Regions from separate parts of the Rattus norvegicus genome. Here region 1 is linked to region 2. A link is a contact called in public Hi-C data. All regions are on one chromosome and are shown on one strand. The core of a region is the stretch at or near the end of the contact, and the rest is flanking DNA. Distances in the headings are between cores, read along the strand shown. Region 1 has its middle 68 kb from the start of Eri3. Region 2 has its middle 37 kb from the start of Rnf220.

Region 1 (5,257 bases), core at 2,621-5,120, 160 kb after region 2:
CTGGAGAATGAATACAGGCACTACATGCATAGGAGGCCTGTCCCGGCCTAGCCCTGCCCCCTAATCCCTCCCCGGCAGCCCCCCTACCGCAGAGCTGTGGCTGTATTTCTCTCCTGACCTGCAAGGCCCCTGCAAGGCCCCTCCAAGCCCCATCCTAAGCCTCCCCCAAGCACAACAATCCATCATGCCGTAGGACTGTGACACACACGGATGGGGGGAGGTTCACGGATTCCTCTCACACAGGCAAGAGGGTGAAAGTGTCTGTGTAACTTAAAATCTACAGGCATTCTCAACCTCCGGAACTCTGCATTCTAATACTAGTTAAATACCACTCTAGCAAGTCTCCTTAGGCAGGGCCCAAGCCGCCATCACTCACGGATTCTAATTCGCTATTTATTCCCAACACTGCACGATGATGCAAACAAAGTCTTGACTAAGGAAACACCCGAGAGATTGAGGTCCTTTGATCTGGGCCACCGTCTGAATCATTTTAGCCTAGTAAAGTCCCTTCCAGACTTGGACACCCACTTTATCTAACTCTTAATATTAACTTGCTTGTGAATAAACCCAGGGTTAATCTTGGTGGCTAGACAATGATCAAGGGAAGGGAAGCAGCTGGCCATCACAGAAAAAGGCTCGATTGACAACCTCTCTCCCTCCCTCTTTGTGCATTGCCATAAGGTGGAGTGGGTGAGAGGGTCCTTTGCACATGCTGGCTACTAATGACCCCGTGTTTAGCTACACTGGGGTCTCTAGCAAGGAAGACTCATCGCCACATCGTCCTGGGAATGACAACGGTCATTACATATTGACACTTAATGGTTAGCTATGTATCTGTGACCATTCGGTCCTCCACAACAACTCTGTTAGGTCCTGTGGTTCCCAACTTGCAGGTTCCCAACTGAAGCCTGGGCAGGTTAAGTAATTTACCTAGCAAGGAAGCTAAAGGGTGGTAACTCAACTCCGGAGGCTGCGTTCATTGACTCCTATATTCTGTTGCCTCTTCACCTTTCGAGTTGAAGCTCAAGGGGCCCCACCCAGTTTTTATTCCTCTAACAGGTATTTATTATGCTAGGCTGCTCTGACTTGATTTAAATCAAACTAAAAAAAAAAAAAAAAAAAAAAAAAAAAGCAAGGTCAAATGAGTAATATAGGATTAGCTGGCACCTAAATGGGAGTCATATACCTGAAAATAAAGCAGAGGCCTTTCCAGGGCTGCTCCTGCCCTCCCCCACCCCAAGCCCCCAGCCCTGTCCCTGCTGCTCTGAGATAGGTGCAGAGCTATATGTCTCAGCCACAAAAGGATTTCAGTGGGAAAAGACAGTTCTCATGAGGCGAGCCGTAGGAGGCTTACGGAGCTTGCTGTCTCTTGACACCATGCTACCTGTGCCCCGCTTCAGTTCCAGACAGACCATGGAATATCTGAATGGCCAGCCGGTTCTATGTGCTTACGTGGCTCCCGGATTGCTCGATTACTTCTAGCTTCAACTAGGATCTAGACAGAAACTTTTAAACACACACTCAAAGAAGGTGTAAAACCTGGGTTTATGGGCTCCATACTGTGGGAACACATGGACAGAAGAGGCTCCACTCTTGAGTTCCTAGAAGAAGGTTGGGGGGGGGAGTAAATTTCAATTATTTTTATGTTATGGCAGTGTTTTACTACCCCCACATCATCAGGAAAATAAGTCTGCATTTGAGGAAAAGATTTCATGTATCTCCCCTCCTTTTGTTCATCAAGCTCAAGGACCCCTGTCTTGGCTCGAGCCTGCATATCTTTAGAATGAGTGTGGTCCTGTAGCAAATGAGTAGTGTGCTAATAGGAACTTCGAAGTCTAGACTGAACCTAGGTCCATATATTTGACCTCACCTAAAATGTAGTAAGCCCTTTGATATGTTTGGCAAGAGTGCAATAAACACACACACACACACACACACACACACACACACACACACACAACACATTCCCCCCTTACACAATACCAAAACTAAAATGTAGCCAAGATTTAAAAAAATAAGTTTAGCCCATTGGGTAGGGCTGAAATGGGATAAATTCCTGTTTATCTAGCCTCTACCAGGGTTATCCATTCCATGTCCTTAACCTGGAAAAGAAATAATAAAGTTCTATTCATTTGTTTATCATTATTATTACTATTATTATTACTATTACTATTATTATTATTATTATTAGTAGTAGTAGTAGTAGTAATAGACCAGGCTAGACTTGAACTCACAGAGATCCACCTGCCTCTGCCTCCCCAGGGTTGAGATTAAAAGTATGCACTACCTTGCCTGCCACAAAGTTCTTCTTGCAAGAAATGTTTCTCTTTCCCCCAAAGAGATATTTATCAATCCCCCACCCGGAGCACACACTTCGAGGATAAAAACACATTCTGTTCAGTTACAAATGCACAATTGAAGTGACACTTTTAAAATTTGTAAGGCATGTTGGTGGCTGAATAGCAATACATTATCTTGAAGTTTTCAGCTTCTTTAAGAGAGATAAAAATGGTGCTGAGAACGACTGTTAACATGTAGGAATATTCAATTCCAAAAATTATGGTTATTTTAGTGTTAAAATCGTGTGGATTTTATTATGACATGTATCATCACCCCAAATCTCAAGTACTTATAAGAGCAATGTCAACATGTGGTCTTTTATTTATTAACCAGATGCATGTGGTTTATGGGTTAAAACCAAGAAAAAAAACATTAAAATTTTCAACTCGATTAAATGAATTGACACTTTAAGTCTGGAGTATTCGCAAATGTTACATTTTATCTTGTGCTAATATTTATTGACCAGATGGTGGTAGTTAGTAAGGGTTAAAAATAAGAAAAAAATTTATTTTTCAGTTCTCTTCTGCCTAACTAAAGAGGATAGAGGGCAGAGAGCAACTTTGGATTCAGTGTGAGGTTTTGTTCTATTTGTGACGTTTTTGTTTTGTTTTCAAACAACAAAAAGGGTGGGGGGCTACCAAATAATCAACCTGGGACTGCTGACCGGAAGGCAGTTCCGGACAACTTCCCGTGGGAAGAGTTCCAGAAATTGCCTTGACTTTAACGAGTCCCGCTGTGCTGGTTGCGAGCTTCCCAGCGTCATAGGCGACCGCGGCTGCCTCGCCCGAATACCAGCAATCCTGCAGATTCACCAAGCCGGACTCCGGAATATTTTACAGATTCGAAAAGCAAGATGAAGGGGAGAAATTCTTTTTGAAACCGAAAGGAGAAGCCTCAAAGCCCTACTACCCAGAGGAAAGCTGGGTCCACATGCGTGTGCACAAGTCCATTTGGGTCCTCACGACCTCGGCCCCCTCCTGGCTCAGTGCCCCGCCCGCTCTATGGCCACCCGCACGCGCGCGTGGAGTTCCAATCACTCCCGGGCACCAGCCTGCATATCTCGCCCGGTCGCTGTCATTGCCAAGGAACTGGGTTCTTAGAGCGACGTGGGCGCCTGGGGACGTGGAGGGCGGGGGGTAGGGTGTCGCACGGACCTTCCCCGCACCCTGGGGACCGCGCGCGGACTTCTCCTGAAGAGCGACGGCGAGGTCAACCGCATCCCTAAAAGCTCTTGTGGGGCCACCTGGGCCACAGGCGCTGCCCACTGGGTGGCCCGGCCTGTGCGCGCGTCCCCGCGCCCTCCCCCCCACGGTCAATTACCAGCCACCCCGATGCGGGCAGCCAGGCGCTGGCTGGCGGCCGTGAGGAAACGGCAGTCCGGATCGCTTCTGCATGACAATTGACTCGAGGGAGGGCGCTGGGCAAGGAGGGAGGACGGCCCCGGGGTCCACGTCTCACCATGGTGATGAGGCATTCCCTCCGTGAGAGGCGACCACGGGCGAGGGCCGGGGAGAGCGGCCGCCAGAGCCAGCCCGGGCGCCGGCGAGCAGCGCGCAGAACAGAGCCAAGCCAGGCCAGATGGCTCTGTAGCCATCGGGGACCGCTCCCGTTCAGCCCGGCCCCACTTTAGCTGTGCAAACATTTCTTTATCCCAACAAGACAATTAAACCCAGCAGCATGAAAGGGAGTATCCGTGACTGTGTTGGGAGTGAACAAACGGTAACAACCACACACATCACAGGAGTTCTTGCCCCGCGGGAGAATGGGGTGGGAGGAGAACCCAAAGCAGCTGAGCGCATCACAGGGCTAGACCTGGGCAGGCAGGACCCAAGCAGTCAAGATACAGGCAACCCTCTGACCCCTCTTTCTGGTCAGTGGCTGACCCTTCACACTGGTCATCTGCTCCAGCTGCAGTCCAGCTGCAGTCCAGAGATGGAGCCTGGGAACTAGTGTTCCCTGCCCACTCGGATCCCAGAGTCTTTGGAAAGTATCCGCTTTATCTCGCCCCCTATGATGTCAGCTGGCTTTCCAAGCTGCTTTGGCCTGAGTGGGCTAGACTGATTCATAGGGTCTTCCATGACCTGTGCCTTTATAAAGACGAATCTAGAATGCAAAGTACCACCTCCAATCAGGGCTTTTGGGACCTGGGGCTGGCTGACTTTCCAAATATATCAAAAGATGAGCAAGACAGGGGCTTCTGGGAGATCTCAAGTTCCCTGGCCACAGGGAAGGCTAAGGGGAGAAGTCCAAGGGAACCACTAATGATTAGTGACCGGTGTCCCTTCCTGGGGTAAACCAGAAGGCAAAGCCAGCCACAGCTCCACAGGGACAGTTCTGACTTCTCTCAGGTCTAGAGTAAGCATACATGTTAACCAACCCCAATGTGGGGTTAGATAAGAAGGCTGGTCAAAGGTGTGACAGGTCAGGCTGGAATGTGGGCACAGGGATGGTCTGAAGGATGCCATCAAGAGATAGATGCACATGGCAGGCTCCAGAGGGCACACGGAGGGAGTAATAAATGTGGACGCTGACACCGGGCAGCGCGTAGGACTTACCTCCTCTTTTGCTGTAAAGTTTCCTTAATGAGGAATGTTTATTTTAAAGGCCCTGGGAAACACATCTATAGACACTTCATATGTAACACACAACATGGGCTGTTCGTAATTGGCCCATAAATTCTAGCGTCATTTCCCTGGACAAGGAGCCTTGGGGACTGGTTCAGGGAATGACAATAAACGGGAGTTACCTCGGTCTCCTTCCTGGGGAATTACGCATCCTTCGTGAACAGCTTCTCACAAAACCACATCTCCCATTTTCCAGGGCCAGTAAGTCGGTCCCGCAGGCCACCTTGCTTCACAGGGCCCAACACCTACCTTGGGGTCACCTGCAAAACCAGGTGGGTAGACAGGCAAGCAAC
Region 2 (5,548 bases), core at 983-3,482:
GTAAGATTGGTGGGACCAGGTAAAGGAAGGCTACCTGGGTCCTGCTGAGAATTTCTTTTGCTTACAAGCACCTTTATTCAATAAGAGTGAAATGTCCCAAGGAGTTCAAAATATGGAGGCTCTCTGTAATTGTTCTTGCTTCCAAATCAAGTGTTTATAGACCTGATGGGAAAACAGTGGACTGGCAAACATAGCCAGATAGAAAAGCTCATGCCTGGAACACTGACCGGTAGACGTACGTATCAGAACAGGCATCCCATGTGCTCCTGGAAGCCTCCCCCATCACGGCACCCTCTCCAGGTCTGCGTGCTAGCCCACCACTCCACCCGGAACCCCTGGGCTGCGCTCTCGCTCAGCTATTTCCCTACCAAGAAAGCTCTAAGGGTTTCAATTACCGGCGCGTGGGATTTAGTGCCCTGGGCTTCTCTGACTGGAGGAGATTTATTTGAAGGTTTAGTGTCGTGGAGAATTCACGTCTTCACTCCCAGGAGCCCAGCTTCCGTCCCGAGCCCCTAAATCAGGAACCAAGATGGGCTATTGTCAGTTACCGCATTAGCCTCGTTAGCGGACCAGGAGGGGTGATTAATAGCAATGCACACACAGCCATCCTGCTCATTGCTGCTCCTGCTGCTACTCCTGACCTGGGAGGGGGTAGGGAGCGGCGGAGACTGCTCCACGATGGTAACTCCTTTCCCAGGACCAGGCAGGAAAGTCCACGCCACCCTTCCAGATCTGTGGGTGGGACAGTTAAAGGTTAGAAAGCCCAGCCTTTGAGGCCTGACTCCTGAGGTGAAGGACATGGGAGGCAGAATGTATGTAGGAGCCGGACAGGAATATGTGCTTCGTTTCCCAGTCACTCTTTGAGTGGTGTTATGATGGGCCAGGGACAATCTAAGAACTGGTATAAGAGACAGGCTTTAAAGGACGGGCAGGGGAACGGACAGGAAGCTGTGCGTGGGAGCCGTGGGCAGGGACCATGTGGGAAGGACACAGACTACTGTGTGTGAAGAATGTGAGGGTGTGGCTGGGAGAAGGGTGTGCCATGGGTTTGGAATCAGGCCTAAGCTTTCAGTTCTGGTTCCTTTATCCATATTTATTTATTCGCTTAACAAATTGTTACTGAGGATCAAGTTGCTTTTATATGCCTGCACCGCATTTCTCTTGGCTACAGATCAGAGATGATAATAATGATGATGATGATATTGCCTAAGAGAACGGCGTGATTTATGAGAGCAGGGTTCGGGGCAGAAGCGCCCTAGCACAGAGTACCAAGGCAGGTCAAGAAACAGTAGCTGTGAGGCTGGGGCTCATCTGTCAGTCTGGGTTTCCTTTCTCTTTTCTCGTCTCCTTTCCCCTCCCTTTCTCCATCACAGTTGAACCACAGTATTAATTATTAGAACCAATTGACTGTTTAGACTCTGATGTTTTAACTAATCACCACTAATGACAAGCACTGTGGGCAATCACATTCATTTAGTTCCAGGCAAACCTCTTCACACAGCGGAGAGCTGGCTAGAGGGAGGGGCCAGCAATAGCAGGGATTTGGAAATGACAGGGGTGGTCTCTACTGTCCAGAAATAAGACCTCTCCCTGACAGCCCCGGTGAACCAAGTCCCTTGGGGTGAGGTCAGCTGAGACTTGCCTCAAAAGTGGTTGGCGTCCTTCCTTATACTTTGGAGCCCTTTGGCCTTATCGTCCCCTTTGACTTAGAATTCTGTCACGAGAGTGAGCAACGACTGACCACCACCTTGGGTCGTAAATATCTGACACTTTGCCAAGCTGCTTTTAAACCGGTGACTTCTCTTAAGGTCCCCCTACTGGAGATAAGCATTTAGATGCTCATCTAAATCCCAGCTTCTCATAGGGCAGTGGTGCGCAATGCTGAACCCTGGCCATCTGGACCTGGCTCTGAGTAACAATAGCCAACGAACATGTGCTCAGTGCTGCTGAGTCTTGACCAGGACTTGGGATGTGTCCTACGCATTGTGTGCCTAAGAAGACACCCGCTTTCTTTACCCCAGGGCCCCAGGTTCCCAGCCTATACGCAGCTGTTTCACACCGAACTCATGACCACTCTGTAACTACTCCAGATTCACTGGGGAGCAGATCCCCAGAACTCAGGAATTCCAGCTTTAATTCGGGGTTCAGGCTAGGAAAGGCTGGATGGACTGTAAAGCGCACGTCCTGGAGGAGGCGGCCTAGACGTTCTCGGCCAGTAGGTGTCGCTGTGGCTCTAGCACTAGGAGGGGGTGCTAGGCAGGGGCCCTCGTGCCATGGGTGCCCCCTGGCTTCCTGCCCCTGCTTCAGGCCTGCCAGAAAAGCTTTCTCATAGGCCTCTCAAACTAAGTGTCCTCCGGACAGTTGGGGGGTCATGTGAAGACGTAGATTTGATTCACCAGCTCTGGAGTGGGGCCTAGGTGGCATTTCTAAGAAGCTCCTAGGTGATGCTGGCCACTGGCCGTGCTATGAGTGTCAAGGGACTGACTAGGCAGCTCCCCACTGGACAAGTCACAGGCTCCACTGTCCTCCAAAACCATCCTCCACTTCGCTACTCTTATGTTGTTGCTACATTAGGTTCCATATCAGAGCCCAGGGTTACTACGATTTCAATCCCCTTCTTTTGGGGGGAGGTGGACTTAACTAGACCAAAACAACGTGGAATCTAACTCCAGGTCTCTGAGCCAACCGTCCCCTAGCCTCCCTAAACTCACACCCAACCCCACATTCTCCAGCTAACGCCTGTTCCTAGGGGGTCCCCACTGTTTGTCTCCTCCCTTCATCATCCACCATAGCCTTCCGGGTCTTCTGCCTCACTCTCCTCTGGAGGCCAGCCTATGACAGAGTGATGGGCAGTGGAGGTCTGAGGCCACATGCCTGTACAGGAGCCATTGCTGCAGGCAGTGGCGATAGGCAGTCTGGCAATCTAGAGACCCCGCATGCTCCAGACCCTTCCACTGGGTGCAAAGGGCTCTTTATCCCAGCCACTCTGCTTTGTCTTAGGATGAGGGAGGGCAGAGCCCCAGCTGCAGGGGAAAAAGGAGGCGGTGGTGTGGCTCTGTGAGAAATCGGGCAAGGATATCCTTTCCAAACCTACATTTCTATTAGGACCTTCCTCCCTTCTATTCTTATTTTGTGAATTTATTAATGTGTATGACAGCTCTATTTGCATGTGTGCCTGCATGACAAAAGAGGGCATCAGATCCTCTTGTAGAAGGCTGTGAGTCACCAAGTGGTTGCTGGGAATTGAACTCATGGCTCCTGGATGAGCAGCCAGTGCTCTTAAACCACTGAACCCTCTCTCCAGCCCCTTCCTCTCCATTCTTGTCCATCGTCTGGCCTTGCTGGGTGGTAGAGGCAGATGCCTTAGTGGTAACAGTCTACATCGGCTGGCCCCTTCCAAGGCTGACACATTCTGTGATTTGTTTTTTAAAAGTGAGAATGCAAATGAATGAATTAACTGATCTGTAATTGGTTAATTGATTTGAAGGATAGCAATTGAAGTAGGAGCATTTTGGCCTTGCCCTACCTGGAAGGCTGCCTGCAGCGACCCACACTTCAGATAGAGAATGCAGGGGAATAAACCGAGCGAGGGCTGCTTCCACATGCATCGACCCCTTTCCATTTATAAATCTGAGCCAGGTATGGCGGCTAACTCTGCAATCCTAGTACTTGGGGGGTGGGGGGAGTAAGGCAGGAGGCTTGCCATGAGTTACTATGAGCCTAGCCTAGACACTAGGCCAGTCTGAACTCTACACCGAAAGACTTTATTCTCAAACAAACAAACAACCAAACAAATAAGCAAGCCCCTTTACTTGGGAAAACCACCCCTGCAGTTAGAGGACACCTCCACATCTACAAAAAGTAGTCTATATTTTTATGAGTTATTTTTCACCCTTTTGAATACCTTGAAAAAGTTACTTAATTTCTCTGTGCTGCATCTGTGTAGTGGGAAAAGTCAAGTCCCCACTTGACAGGGCTACAGGTAAGGATATTTGACTCGTGTTGGGTCCTTCCAAGTCCTTTCAATGAGCGTTTGCTGTCATCAACATCTTATTACTAATATGTTGTTGTTTGCCCTGAAGTTACTGTATTTTGATGCTAATTCCACTGCCCCAAGGACAGCTGCCTAGTCACATACTCAGGTATCAGGTGACTTCACCAGAACCTCACCATTGAATTTGTAAAGTACACGTGAGAGGCAGGTACAAGATAGAAGGAGGCCTGTCATTGGAGGAGAAGGAAGGATGGGCGGGAGAGAAGTTTGAAGGAAGAGGAGGAGAGACAAGAGACGGAGAGAGGGGAGAAGCCGTGGCAGGTGATGTTAAGATTCTGCTCTGTGTATTTACAGGTTGTTATTAATGTTCCTAAGGGATGGACGGTACTGAGCTTTGTATGTTTAAGTGGGTAATTATATCTTACCAATTGAGTCAAAGATTATTGTGTTGTGTGTTCTTTTATGTGAGGGTTTGAGTGTAGGAAAGTGTGCGGCTGGGCTGTGTTTCGGCCAAGATATCTAGCAGATATCTTGGGGCACCGAGGTGTAGACCCAGCGGGGTAAAAGACAACTATAACTTATTTATTTTTATATTTTTACAACAACACTAATATATTTGGATATTTAGCGCTTTAGGTAGGTAGATTTCCCTTTAATAGTACAGGCAAAAAAATCACTGTCCCAAAGTGATTAGGGCTTGGGTCCTTGCACCCCATCCCCCCACCCCCCGCACCCACACAGTAGTCAGTTCACCGAAGTCTGTAGCTCCAGTTCCAGGGAATCTGATGACCTCTTCTGATCTCTGAGGGTACTAGGCATGCAGAGGGTACATGAACATACATGCATACACATATACACTTAAAATATATTTGGTTTTTCAAGACAGGGTTTCTCTGTGTAGCCCCTCAACTGTCCTGAAACTCACTCTGTAGACCAGGTTGGCCTGGAACTCAAAGAGATCCGCCTGCCTCTGCCTTCCAAGTGTTAGGATTAAAGGCATGCGCCATCACTATCCAGTTAAACGTTTTTTGTTTTTTTTGTTTGTTTGTTTGTTTGGGGTTTTTTTTGTTTTTTTTTTTTGTTTGTTTTTTTGTTTTTTTTTTTGGTTCTTTTTTTCGGAGCTGGGGACCGAACCAAGGGCAGTTAAACGTTTTTTAAAAGAATAAATGTTGGGGCTGCTTTAGACTGGGGTTTTGGATGCCATACTGAACACATATGGGTAATGGCATACCCATTCTTGTCAGGAAGCACATGCCAACAGGGCGGGGGAGGAGGGCATGAGAGGGAACAGGAAAGGGCAGGAACGAGGAAGAGGTCAGCAGAACTCAAATAGCCTTCTCCCTCTCCCCCAGGTTAGCTCTCTTCCTGCTTCCTGCTTTCTCCCTTTCTCAGTCCCTAGGCTTTCATTCCTGCATCCCATACAGATGCTTAGTCCCAGGCAGGATACAGGGTAGAGCTTGCCTGAAACAGGGAAGAAGACTTAGGCAAGAAGCCTGGAATGGTGGAATATGGGTTCCAGAGTCAGGGAGACTTGGTCTTGTCCCCACCCTTAGG

What was found. Hi-C and Micro-C count contacts between places; a contact is called where the count stands out from the background.
Region 1: a Hi-C map of Schwann cells shows a contact between it and region 2, with 4 times the contacts expected there. The contact joins two enhancer-like sites. A contact is called at or near these places in 4 of 12 Hi-C or Micro-C datasets (the A7r5 cell line, the Rat2 cell line, Schwann cells and 1 more).

Annotation. Positions count from the first base shown.
Region 1 is chr5:136,181,966-136,187,222 of GRCr8, forward strand. It overlaps a transcript of Rnf220 not described here. Among named protein-coding and RNA genes, the nearest start is that of Eri3, 68 kb to the right of the region's middle. Within about 2 kb of position 3,871, at least 38 of the 93 cell types and tissues checked have an H3K27ac peak or open chromatin away from gene starts, as enhancers often do. A contact at or near this core is called in Schwann cells, where this site is marked.
Region 2 is chr5:136,027,244-136,032,791 of GRCr8, forward strand. It overlaps a transcript of Rnf220 not described here. Among named protein-coding and RNA genes, the nearest start is that of Rnf220, 37 kb to the left of the region's middle. Within about 2 kb of position 2,233, at least 13 of the 93 cell types and tissues checked have an H3K27ac peak or open chromatin away from gene starts, as enhancers often do. A contact at or near this core is called in Schwann cells, where this site is marked.